Regions from separate parts of the Sus scrofa genome. Here region 1 is linked to region 2. A link is a contact called in public promoter capture Hi-C data. All regions are on one chromosome and are shown on one strand. The core of a region is the stretch at or near the end of the contact, and the rest is flanking DNA. Distances in the headings are between cores, read along the strand shown. Region 1 overlaps MAN1C1 (mannosyl-oligosaccharide 1,2-alpha-mannosidase IC). Region 2 holds the start of MAN1C1 (mannosyl-oligosaccharide 1,2-alpha-mannosidase IC).

The links. Promoter capture Hi-C pulls out the DNA fragments that hold promoters and counts their contacts.
Region 1: a contact with region 2 is called in a promoter capture Hi-C map of liver, with 5 times the contacts expected there. The contact joins the enhancer-like site here to the promoter of MAN1C1 in region 2. A contact is called at or near these places in 2 of 5 promoter capture datasets (both in liver), 9 of 47 Hi-C or Micro-C datasets (alveolar macrophages, blood, embryonic fibroblasts and 3 more) and 2 of 2 datasets of contacts at active chromatin or transcription factors (alveolar macrophages and skeletal muscle).

What each region holds. Positions count from the first base shown.
Region 1 is chr6:83,151,089-83,156,907 of Sscrofa11.1, forward strand. The region is part of intron 2 of MAN1C1 (mannosyl-oligosaccharide 1,2-alpha-mannosidase IC); the gene reads left to right. Among named protein-coding and RNA genes, the nearest start is that of MAN1C1, 64 kb to the left of the region's middle. Within about 2 kb of position 1,938, at least 36 of the 83 cell types and tissues checked have an H3K27ac peak or open chromatin away from gene starts, as enhancers often do. A contact at or near this core is called in alveolar macrophages, embryonic fibroblasts, liver and 1 more, where this site is marked.
Region 2 is chr6:83,086,598-83,092,681 of Sscrofa11.1, forward strand. MAN1C1 (mannosyl-oligosaccharide 1,2-alpha-mannosidase IC) reads left to right here and starts at 3,345. Exons shown (of 12, transcript XM_021095595.1): 1 at 3,345-4,911. The coding sequence starts at 4,390.

The DNA of each region.
Region 1 (5,819 bases), core at 688-3,187, 63 kb after region 2:
GGAACAGAGAGACAGTCTCAGGGTTGGTGGCATTGCGTCTTCTGCTCCACTGCCCTCATGGAAGCACAGAAAGACATGTACTACGTAGGGCAGTGTCTGCAGCCACCCATCTGAAAGCATCATTATTTGTTGGACATCACCTGAGTATTTTGGCAAAAAAGATTCCAATTTCTTTCTTTTCTCCCACCACAGGAAAAATATTTTACCTCTGCCCAGTAACCTAAAAATATCTACTTGCAAAACATGCCTTTAGCCATCAGCATGATGAGCTGCGAAGAGCATGGATTTGTGAACCAGACCAGCCTGAGTTTGAATCCCGGTTCTAGCACTTACTAGTTCTGTGACCTTAGGCAAGTTTCTTAAACTCTCTGCACCTCAGTTTCTCCATCTATACAATGAAGATAATACCCACTTCACTCAGCAGTGGTGAGGGTTAGAGAAAGCTGATGTGTATAAAACCTGCCCATGTGCTTTAACATCCTTGCCCATAGGCATGCATTAACCATAAGCTGCAGCCATGATTGTTACATTTGTTATAAAATAATTGTGAGAATAATTATATTCCAAGGAAAGAAAAAAATAGTGGCTGTCACACAGTAGGCTCTCAATCAATATTGCCAAATGGATGAATTGCCCCTGAGGTCCCTACCTGCTCTGTTTTCCCTGAAGCCCTTCATCCCGCTCCTGCTGTGCTCTGTCCCGCTCATCCTCTGCAGCTGCCATGACCTCCTCCGTCACAAAGTACATTGGGAATCAGCAGACTGACCCTGAAAGAGCAGCAGTCTTGCTTAGTCAGCGGCTCTGATCCCAGGCATCTTCTCTGTGAAGGAGAGAGGTGCATCTGCGGCTGGAAGCAACGTCCCCCTGCTGCGAGCCAGCTCGGGGTGACCGTGAGGGCCCCAGATTGGATTCTGCCTCTGCCTGGTGAATCCCCAGTAGAACTGCCTGACCAAATCCCTGTTTCCAGAGATGATTTACAGCCTTGGGTGAGCTAAGAGGCAAAATGAGCACGGCACGATTTTTAGATCACAGGCTGCGAATGGTCGGCCTTCGCAGAGAGAAAAATCACCTTTGCCTTGTAAACGGAGCAAATATGATATTGGAGAGGGAATAAATCCAGGCCCCAAGATATCATTTTTACAACTGCGTTTTGGCGTGTGACTTAGCTGTGCCTTCTGTACAGTGTTCATAGTCTCTACGTGTGTGTGCAGGTGCACACACATGCACACACACACACACACACACACTCCAGTCTTCCTGGGTCCTTCTGTAGGTTAGAAAGCCGCTCCGCAGTGTGGCTGTGGGGAGGTACACACTTTGCAGACAGTTTTGAAAACTGTTTTCAAAAGATAAACAGTTTTCCATAGATCTCCATGCTGTTTCCACAGCTCTCTGAATTTGTTTCTGAGTGGCAGCAGTTTTGACTTGGGAGCTATGCCAGGGTTCAGATTCCTGGCGTTTACCAGCTGAATTAAATGGGGCAAGTCAGAAAGTGCTCTGAAGCTCAGTTTACCCACCTATAAAAGAGGGAGGGCAGAGCTAGGTAGCCCCAGTGCAGTGCCCAGCACCTACGAAGCCCTCATAAAGGACTTTTCCTTCCCGGAGGGCAGATACACCCTTCCCAGCCCCTTCCCTGTCTCCTCTTTTATTGGGTGACAGAGCACTGGGACTTCTCTGGCTGAAAATGCCATATCCTCTTTTGTAAGTTTTGTTTTTTGGAGGTTTGTTTTTTCTTTTTTTCTGAAAAACAAAAACAAAACACCAAATATCCATAGCTCTTGGAAGATCAATATCAGGCAATGATGCTCCCTGATTTTGGCAGGCGGTGGTGCACATTCCTGACCCCGGCTTTGAGTTTGTTTTGAGAAAGCGCTGTCATCAGCCCCGGAGGTGGTGATGTTGCAATTCCTTGGGTAGAATGGGTCAGGCTACAGGGCAGCGAGCAAACCTTCCCGGCAGTCACATGTCTTGGGAGCCGGGGCTGCTCCATCCGGAGGCCAGAGGCTGTCAAAGCACAGAGGAAATGGATTAGAAACACCAGTCACAGGCAAATGGCCTTTAGCACCAGGAAGAAAATGGGAGGAAAGTATTAACCCCACGCATGGGAAGGCCAGGCAGGACTGGCAGTTTCTGGTCAGATGCTGCAGCCGGTGGTGGCCTCCCTGTGGCCTTGCGTGACACATCCACGATTCCTCGGCCAGCTTCTAAAGACCAGAATGTCCCTGGAGTGACGCTGGGTGATTAGCAAAGCAGAGCGCTCACCTCTCAGTTGGCCTGCCGACTGCCACGCTCTCATGCTGCTGACCACTCAGGCCGCGCTGCTCTGCACCCTCCTACCAGAAAGATATTTTCCCCCCAAGCGGTTTCTAATTAAGATGCATCTTTGCTGTTTTTTTCTTTCTCTTTTTGTTTAAAAGACTTCCCACCAGCACAGAGCATCATTTATGTCTCTAGAAAATATAGCAGCAGGTTGTTGTGAAAAGAAAACTTGAGGCTTGGAGCCTTGGGTCCCTGCCCCAGCCCGGCACCAGCAGCCACCTGAGCCCGCGACCTCCTCTGGGTCTCGACTCGGCTTCAGTACAAAGAGGTTGGCACCCTGGGCCCTCACTGTCCCCTCTGTGATTCTCAGCTCGTTACTAGGGCTCATTTTTTTTCCCGCCTCTGAGAGGCTATTTGGGCTACGCAGTTTCTGTTGAAATCTGAAATTTTAGTAGCAAGTCTTGTGCCTGTTGGAGAGGAGTGAGTCAGGGTATCTATTCCCAGAGCAAGTTACCGGGGAAGCATGAGATGATTCATATTGAAACTGACATTCCCTCCTGGGGGTGACGTGTTCCTGCCCAATTTCCATAGGCCTTCCCTTCCTTGGAAACAAGGCAGAGCCCGCAGCAGCCAGCCAGCCCTCTTTGCTTCCTTGCATTAATGGCAAGCACTTGCCAGATTTCCCAGCAAACTCAGTAACAAATAGGTCTGCGAATTCACAGAATCTCAGACTGTCCATGCCAGGTGGATTCTTTGAAACCATCTGGTCCAGCATCGAAGGATGGGGAAAGACGCACAGAGGGACAGGGCACTCGGAAGGTCTGACAGCCAGGAATTGAACCCTGGTCCTTTAACTTGAGCCTCTATCTTTTTTTTCCTTTTTAATTATTTTTTTAAAAATTAAGATGTAACTTACAATTTACAGTAAAATGCACAAATCTTAAGTGCATAGCCCAAGGAATTTTACATGTGGATGCACCCCTGTCACCACCCCACAGGTCAAGATAGAGGGCCCTTCTGTTACCCCAGAAGCTCCCCCAGACCCTCCCTGGTCAGCAGTCCCCATTGGTTCTGACTTGTCACCTTAGGTTTGTTTTGTCTGCTTTAAAATGTCCTGTCATACTGTGTGCACTTTTAGAGTTTACTTTTTTCACTCATAATCATGTCATGAAGGGTTCATTTTTTCTCCCCCAAGTTCATCCATTCTGCTGTTGCTAGACATTTTTGTTCCTGGTTATTTGGTAATTATGAGCAAAGCTGCTATAAACACTTTTTGTTTTTTTGTTTAAAATGTAGTCAACTGTACTTTAATTAAAATTTAAAAGCAATAAAAATAAAATGCAGTGACTTTGATTCAATTTGCAACCATCACCACAGTCATTTTTAAAACATTTTCAGTATCCCCAAAGGAAATCCTGTACCCATTAGCTGTCACCCCCCATTTCTCCCCAGCCCTCCCTCCTCTACCAGCCCTAGGCCACCACTAATCTACTTTCCATCCCTTTATCAATTCTTCTATTCTGAACACTCTGTATAAAAGGAGCCATATAATACAGCCCCTTTTGTGACTGGCTTCTTTCACTGAGCATAATTTTTTTTAATAATGATTTTTATATTTTTTAGTTTATTTTTTTGTTTTTGTTTTTTAAGGCTGCACCTGTGGCATATGGAGGTTCCCAGGCTAGGGATCAAATCTGAGCTACAGCTGCCAGCCTACACCACAGCCACAGCAATACAGGATCTGAGCCACGTCTGAAGCCTACACTGTAGCTCACAGCAACGCCAGATCCCTGACCCACTGAGCAAGGCCAGGGATGGAACCCGCATCTTCATGGATGCTAGTTGGATTCATTTCCACTGCGCCGCGATAAAAGAACTCCCTGAGATAATGTTTTGAGGTTCAACCACATTGTAGCAGGTAGCAGTACTTCATTCCTTTATATTGACAAACAACATTCCATTGCATGGGCTTGTCACATTTTGTGTAACCATCAGTGGACATTTGGATCGTGTCTGCTTTTCTTGGCTATTACAAATGATGCTGGAGTTCCCACTGTGGCACAAGATTGGCAGCATCTATGCAGTGCCAGGATGGAAATTTGATCCCCAGCCTGGCACAATGGGTTAAAGCATCTGGCTTTAGGTCACAATTGTGGCTTGGCTCTGATCCCTGGCCCAGGAACTCCATATGCCATGGGGTGACCAAAAAAAAACCAAAAACCCCCGAAACAAACGATGCTGCTGTGAACATTCATGTATAAGGTTTTGTATGGATGTAGACTTTTGTTTCTCTTGGTATATGCCTGGGAGTGGAATTGCTGGATCCTGTGGGAACTCTGTGTGCACCTTTTGGAGGAACTGCTAGCCTGTTTTCCACTGTAGCTGCACCATTTACATGTTGGTTGTTTATCACCACTTTGGTCCGTGATTTTGGTGGAAACAGGCGGTATCTATGTTGGGACCTACCCAGGATTTGAACTGCCGGGTCTTTCTGTATCCATACTTTGAGCTTTAGTTGAATGCTGCCGGCTTTCCAAAGTGATAGACCAATAGTCCCACCAGCTAGGTATGAGAGTTCTAGTTCCATTTTCCTCGCCAATGCTTGCTGTTGTCAGTGTGCTTAATATTAGCCTCCTGCTGAGTGCTGCCTCCCCTTTAATAAAGCCCCCAGATTGCCCATGTTCAAAGCCTCAGTTTCCCAGGCTTATGCTCCCCAGGGCAGAGCCGCCCTCACTGCCAGCTCCGCCCTGGTCTGGAGACGGCCTCTGCTCCTCCTGCCTTACCTTCCGCAGGTGAACTGCGGCTCGCAGGCCAGCTGCCCCAGTGCTCTTTGTGGCAGAAGGAGTGGTCAGCAGAGTCTTCCTTCACTACCCGCTCCCCACACTGTCTCCCCAGCACCGTGGAATGGCCTTTCTGTCTCCCAGGCCACCTGGCTGTGACACATGGCCCAAGAGCATGAACTGGAGCTTTTCTAGTTCAGTTACTGGGCCAGAAAGGGGTCTTAATAGAGATGTTGACCTTGAAGCAAGAAGATGGAGCTGTCCGAATCCTGGCTCCATGGATAACTCGCTGGGTAGATGTCACATTCCTTTCAAAACCTCAGTTTTCTCCCCCTGTAGAATGGGGATGAGGACATCCTAGATTATCACTGGGGTCACAGGAAACCATTCCTTGATCTGCCGGTGATTACTCAGTGCCTACTGTGCCATTCGACTCTGTTCCAGAGACGGGGAGGCAGCGGGAGTGAGATGGAGACCCAGGCTCGTGGGAAGACAAATGCCTAAGCTTTAGTTTAAGGCAGTATGAGTGCTTCGAGATACAAGTTCACTCCGAGTGCTCCTTAACTCATCCTTGGAGGGATGGGCTTCAGAAATATTTCCTGAGGAAGGCGGCTTCTACCAAGGCTGGAAGCATGAATGAAGAAGCTTAAGAGCGGGATAGCAGGTGCAGAAACACACGCACAAAGCCTCGAAGGGGAGATCGAGCAAGACCATGGCCCCTGGGGGTTAAAAAAGTGCTCAGTGTGGGTAGAGAGGGTGAGGGCATGGTAAGGGACCATC
Region 2 (6,084 bases), core at 2,095-4,594:
ATTGTTAACAGAAAGACAATAGAATCTGGGATTCGATGAGTCTGCTTTTCTCTTATACTTGCAGGTAATTCCCTGTGTGACTGTGGATAAGTCATGTCACACCCCTGAGCCTGAGTTTCTCCATCTGTTAGGTTGGGATCACAAAGCCTACTGCAGAGAGGGCCTTTGTGAGAGCAGAGAGGATGAGAGAGAGCAAGCACTCAGCACAGCACCCAGGGCATGGTGAATCCCTTCCTGACAGGCTGAACCAGCCCCTGTCGCCTCTTAGACAAGAAAGTTAGGCTTCACATTTACCTTATCTAGGGCTGTTATCTCCAGCCCCTCTGTACCTGGCACATAGTAGGTGTTTAATAAATAGTTCTTTACTGTATGAATGAATCAGTAATCACAGGGACCACGCTTTTTTCATCTTTGTATCCACTCCAAGACTGGTGAAATGCCTAGCATCTAATTTCAATAAATGTTTGTCGACGGAATAGATTTTAAAATGACTATTCATTTCTCTTCCCAGTCCCACTCAAGTTCCTGAATTGAACTGAGAAATATACCTGTTAACGTATGCTCAATCTCTCTAGCCTTAGTATTCTTATCTGTAAAATGAGTCTAGTCATAATATCTACTTCGTAAGAGTGTTCTGAAAAGTAAATGAGGCCATATTATTCGGCACGTAGAAAATGTTGGTTCATGGGGTTCTCTTGCAGCACAGTGGGTTAGGATCTGGCATTGTCACTGCTGTGGTGCACTTCCATCCCTGGTCTGGGAACCTCTGCATGCTGCAGGCACAGCCCAAAAAAGGAGGAGGGGGAGGGGGAGGAGGAGAAGAAGGAGAACAGGAGGAAGAGTGGGAGAGGAGGAAGAAGAAAAAGGAGAAGGAGAAGAAGAAAATGTTGGTTCATTATTATTCCCTCCCCTGAGCCTCAGTTTATTTTGTGAAATGGGCATCTACTCACTTATTTATTCATTCATTACTCAACAAACACAGTGCCTATGTGCAGATAAGACCTAGGGCAGTCAGAGAGGTGACTGAGCCATGGTCCTTGCCATGAGGAACTAAGTCTGCTGTGGAACAGCTTGTCAATATTAAAAATCCAGTGAGAGAAGAAAGAGCCGCAGTGTGAGTCAGGTTCATGGGGGCTGGGGTGTTTGGGGGATGGAGACTTCCAGAGTTTCAGCAAGCTTGTTAGGGAGATTGTAAAAGGTTATGGTATCACCAACCAGTATAATCATCAACACGGCATCGGGTTGAAATGGAGTTGTCCTTTCTGGGCTCTGGCTTTTGTAGCCTGAGTCTGTGGATTCCTGCTGTAGCCTCATTTTCTATCCCGGCTCACCAGTGTCCCAGACAGGTCTAGATGTGACAATGACAGTAAGGAACGAGTCCCAACAGACACAGCCTTCTGAGCCTCAGCCTCACCCTCCTCCCCTTCTCCTGGGTCCTCCCTTCTCGGGGGACTTTAAACAGTGATTCTCCTACACTCTCAATGTAGAGCTATGTGGGGTGCTGCCTGGTTCTCCAAAGACAAGGCTCCCCCTTCCTAACGTGGGTCCTGGGAGGGAGATGCTTGTGTGTTGGAGATTGGAAGGAGCCTAGCCAGCATCCCGGTGGGTCACATGCTTGTCTCTGATGTTCACAGCTGGTTCCAGGGAATTGACTCCTGCCAGTCAAACTCATGAGAGACTGAAACATCTGAATCAGAATTGACATTTAAGTTGGGTGTACTTGTGGGGTTGGGAGTGACCAAAATATTTGCACCTGTTACCCAGAGCAATCTTTTGTTTTCAATTGAAAGAGATTTGCACACTCAGGATGTTTGAATATCAGGGGAGGGTCTGCTGTCAGTGGCCTGGCCAGAGGTAGAAGGATGTCTGAGTCCCAGTGGCCCATCATGTAAAAGGCCTCAGGGAAGAAGCAAGATTTATGAGGTGAGAGCCTGCCTGGGCTACTTCTTCTGTAGCAAAGGCCTCCCTGCAGTATTTTCTGTCTCATCAACACTGCATTTCATTTTAAATTACAGCTGAAAGCAGATATTTTCCCTCTTGCCTATTACACCTCTTAATTTGTCTCTCCCTCTGCTATTTGTCTCTATAAAGTGTCTTGCATGAAAGACCCACACAACACAATGTTTCTCTGCCTTGGGTTTGGTTTAACAGAAAGGGAAGATGCAGAGAGAATTGAATCCTGGAAGGAAGGTGTGAGGGTCTTGGGGTTGAGATACACCTGTGTCTAGGAATATAAGCCTGACTGTGTGTATAAGTGCATGTTTTTGAACCTATCTATTGTGTGTCTGAGTTTGTGCATGTCAGTACTTGTACTGATATGTCTTCATGTACTTTGGAAAATCACTTGGCGTCCATACCTAAATTAAGTGTATGTTTGTGTGCAGGTACACACCCACATGCAATCTCTGAGTGCATCCATGTCTATGCACTGGAGCACACATGTGCACATAAACACACGCAGGCATCTGGGTACGCACATCACCTGATGTGTATGGTCTTCTGCGCACATGACCAAGGTTCCTTCTCCTTCCTTGCTCTGGCACCGCTGCGGTTAGCTTCTTTATCTGCCCTACCCAGGGGGCCGGCCTGGTTTGGGGCTGTGGGAAAAGGAAGGCAGAGTTGTGGTCTGCGGGAGGGGGTCTAGTGGAAACACTGCCTTAGCCCGGCCCAACCGCCGGGTTGGCTTGGCTCCAGCCAGCCCTTCCTCACAGCCTGCCACAGCAGCACCACGGCCGCCCCTGCGGAAGCTCTCGGGTTCCCTGGGCAGGCCTCCAGCTCCCCGCCAATCCCGGACTGGCACAGAGGGGTGAGTGAGATTACCAAACCACTACGAGAACCCTCCAGACCAGCTGGGGCTCGTGCCCCCTCCGGGGGACCGACAACTGTAGCGGCGAGGGCGGGGACAAGGGTGGGAGGCGGTGTCTCGGTCTCTCCCAGTCCAGAGAATGCTGGGCACTAACCAATGGGCGACTGCGGCCCAACGGGGATCCCTCCGAGGCAGCCAATGACCTCGCTCCGCTCTCCACCCCCGCCCTCGCCAACCCCGCGCAACTGGACCATTGGTGCCGGCGGGATGGGGCGGGGTGGGGGTGGGGGTAGTGTGCTCGGCGCCGGCCCTTTGAGGAAGGGGGCGTGGCTTGGAGTCCCAGCTCCTCTCCCCACCCGGGCTCAGGCCCTGCACTCCTTACTCCAGCCGCGAGGCCATTGGCCTGGCTGCGGCGCCGCGGCGGTGGTGGACCGCGGGACGCGCGCAGTGGGCGTGGCCCGAGGGCGTGGCCCGACGGGAGGCGGGGCCGAGGGTGCTGTCTCAGTGAAAGCCGGAGCTGCGGCGGCAGCGGCGGGGGCGTCCGGGCGGTGTGCGCGCCTGTGGGGCGCAGGCTCGGCAGCGGCGGCGCCGGCGGTGGCGGCGGCGGCGGCGGCGGCGGTGGAGGAGGCTCAGCCTGCGGCTGCAGCGGCCCGTCTGGAGCGGCCGCTGAGAGGAGGCCAGCTGCAGCGGGGGAGGCGCAGCCGGGACTGCGCGCTCCGCGGAGCCGGCGGGGACCGGGAACAGGTGATCCCAGCAGGAACCCGGAGCCCCACCGAGTTGGCGGGGCGGGAGCTCGCACTCCCGGGCGCAGCTGCAGCCGCCCCGCCGCGGCTGGTCGCGGACGGTGCCGGGCACCGGACCAGGGCTCGGGCATCCCTCTGCTCCTGGGGACCCGGGAAGCCCCTACCCCTGCAGGCTCCGAAGTGTCTGCTCCCGCTCGCCGGCGCCCGCTCCGCGGCGGAGCAAAGTTGTGGACGCGTCCCCTTAGCCGAGCCCCGGCACTGCCGCGACCCGGCTGGGCCGGCGCGCTCTCTGAGCGCCACTGACACTCCAGCCCCGCTGCCGCTTCGCCCCCAGAAGGTGGCCCCTTCTGGAAACTGCTTCTGAGGCTAAAACTTTGGGCCGAGGGGTTGAGGGCGGCTCGGCGCGGGGACGAGGCCTGCGGGCTCCCCTCCGCGCCAACAGCGTGGGCGCCGTGGACGGCATGTGACGGCCCCGGCGGCGGCCGCAGCGCGGGAAGGCGCGGGCCCCGGGAGCTCCGGCCGCTGCGAGGAGGGGCTGAGCGGCGGCCGGAGAAAGGGCTGCGGCAGGCGGCCGACCCTTGCGGGCCCGGGCCCCGCCGCCTCGCTCGCCCGGGCCCCGCCGAGGTCGCTGCGCCCCCACCCCGGCGCGGGAGGACGCGCCCCAAACTCCCTGAACTTCAGGAGCCGTCCCCGAGAGGCGAAGCTCTCAGGGACACCCACCCCGAGAGACGCTCCTCGACGACCTACTCTCCCCGAGCCCCCAGCTGACAAGTGCCTGGACTCCAAGGGCCTCAGGGGCCTGGCTGGAGCTGACTGTCCCTAGCCCTGTGCCCGGCCACGATGCTCATGAGGAAAGTGCCCGGCTTCGTCCCGGCCTCCTCGTGGGGGCTGCGGCTGCCGCAGAAGTTCCTCTTCCTTCTCTTCCTCTCCGGCCTCATCACCCTGTGCTTCGGGGCCCTCTTCCTGCTGCCCAACTCTTCTCGCCTCAAGCGCCTCTTCCTGGCCCCCCGGACCCAGCAGCCCGGCATGGAGGCAGTGGCCCAAGTCGCCGGCCACTCTCTGGCCCGCGAGCCGGAGTCACCTCCCAACCCGGCCCCCGCGGCTCCAGCACCAGGCAAGGACGATCCCAGCAGCCAAGCCAGTCCCCGCAGTCGGAAAGGATGGCCAAGGCGCACCCGCCTCGTTGAGTTACGGGAGGAGGTTGCCGCGGCCCCCCTCAGACCCCAGGAGGGGAGCATCCAGTCTAGCTTTGACTTCAACGCCTTCAGGAGCCGCCTCCGCCACCCGGTCCTGGGGACTGGGGCCAACAAGAGTAAGGAGCCCCAGAGCCTAGTTCAAACCCAACGGGAGAAAATCAAGGAGGTAAGGACTGTCTTTCCCTCATGAAAGAAAAGACCCACTGTGCTTCCATCCATTTGCCCTGGGCCCCAGTCACTCCCCTGCACGCTGGTCTACTCTAGGCCCTCTAGGCACACTCTGCACCCTCCTCTCTCCTCCAAAACTTCCTACCTTCACTCCTTCCTGCACACTTTTCCACCACTGGGTTCAGTTAATCATCCCCACGCCTAGCAGGTGGTAGCTGAACCACTGGACCAACTTTGCCCCATCTGCAGACTCTGGTCTTTCTAGTCCAGTCCTCAGTCCAGGTGGGCTCTGCTCCCTCTCTTTGTAGGGTTGCCGATAAGATTTTGATGGAGTTGCTAGTAAGGTTCATTAATGGACAACCTTTCTCCTTGAAGGGACCAAGGCCACGTTCTTTCTTAATGTGTGTCCTTCAGTCACGACTTCTCCCAAACTCCTGTAGAATCTACTACCTGGAAATCAAGGATTTGGGGGGTATTTGGTGTCTTGCAAGTATTTTGTAATCAAGCCAGCAACCTACAAACCAGAGAATGTTGTGCATTCTTGCTAACTGTTTCTATTGAGCTTTGGAACAATTGTACATAATCGCATGTGATGCAGGGAGCAGTGATCAATAAGGCAGTGGTAATGTTATAGAAGCTCTGAGGTTATTGCCTTAATGAAGCAGGTCTTGGACTTGTGCCCTGCAGGGATTTTACCAGAGAGAGGTTAGAAGGATCACTTTAAGTCTGAATCTTAGTATTAGTTCAAGAAACCAAAAGCAAATTCGCCTCACCATGGCTTGAAGACTGTTGCCAAGCCACCACTGATAACTAAATGTTCTACTCAACCACTGTTGGAGCTGCCTGCTGTTGGAACCTCCTGCATGAGGATTTTGCCCAGCATTGCAGAGGGGGCTGCAGTGACACCCCCGGGCCACGAGGGGGCTGTGGGCAAGCAGTGGGCCAGGGTCTCCTTCCTAGAAATAAGAGGATGCTCCCCCATGCCCGTGGGCCCAGAAGGAAAGGACTGCTTCTGTCTGGAGTTCTTGGTTTGCTGCAAAGCAGTAAGCAAGTCTGCTCTGATTTCCGGAAGGGGCAGGCAGCAAGGGTCAGGACCTGCCCTGCCAGGACTTACTGAGAGCCAGTGGAGAGCTTAGCTGTCCCCCCTCTCCCTCTCCAGTCTGTCCTCTCT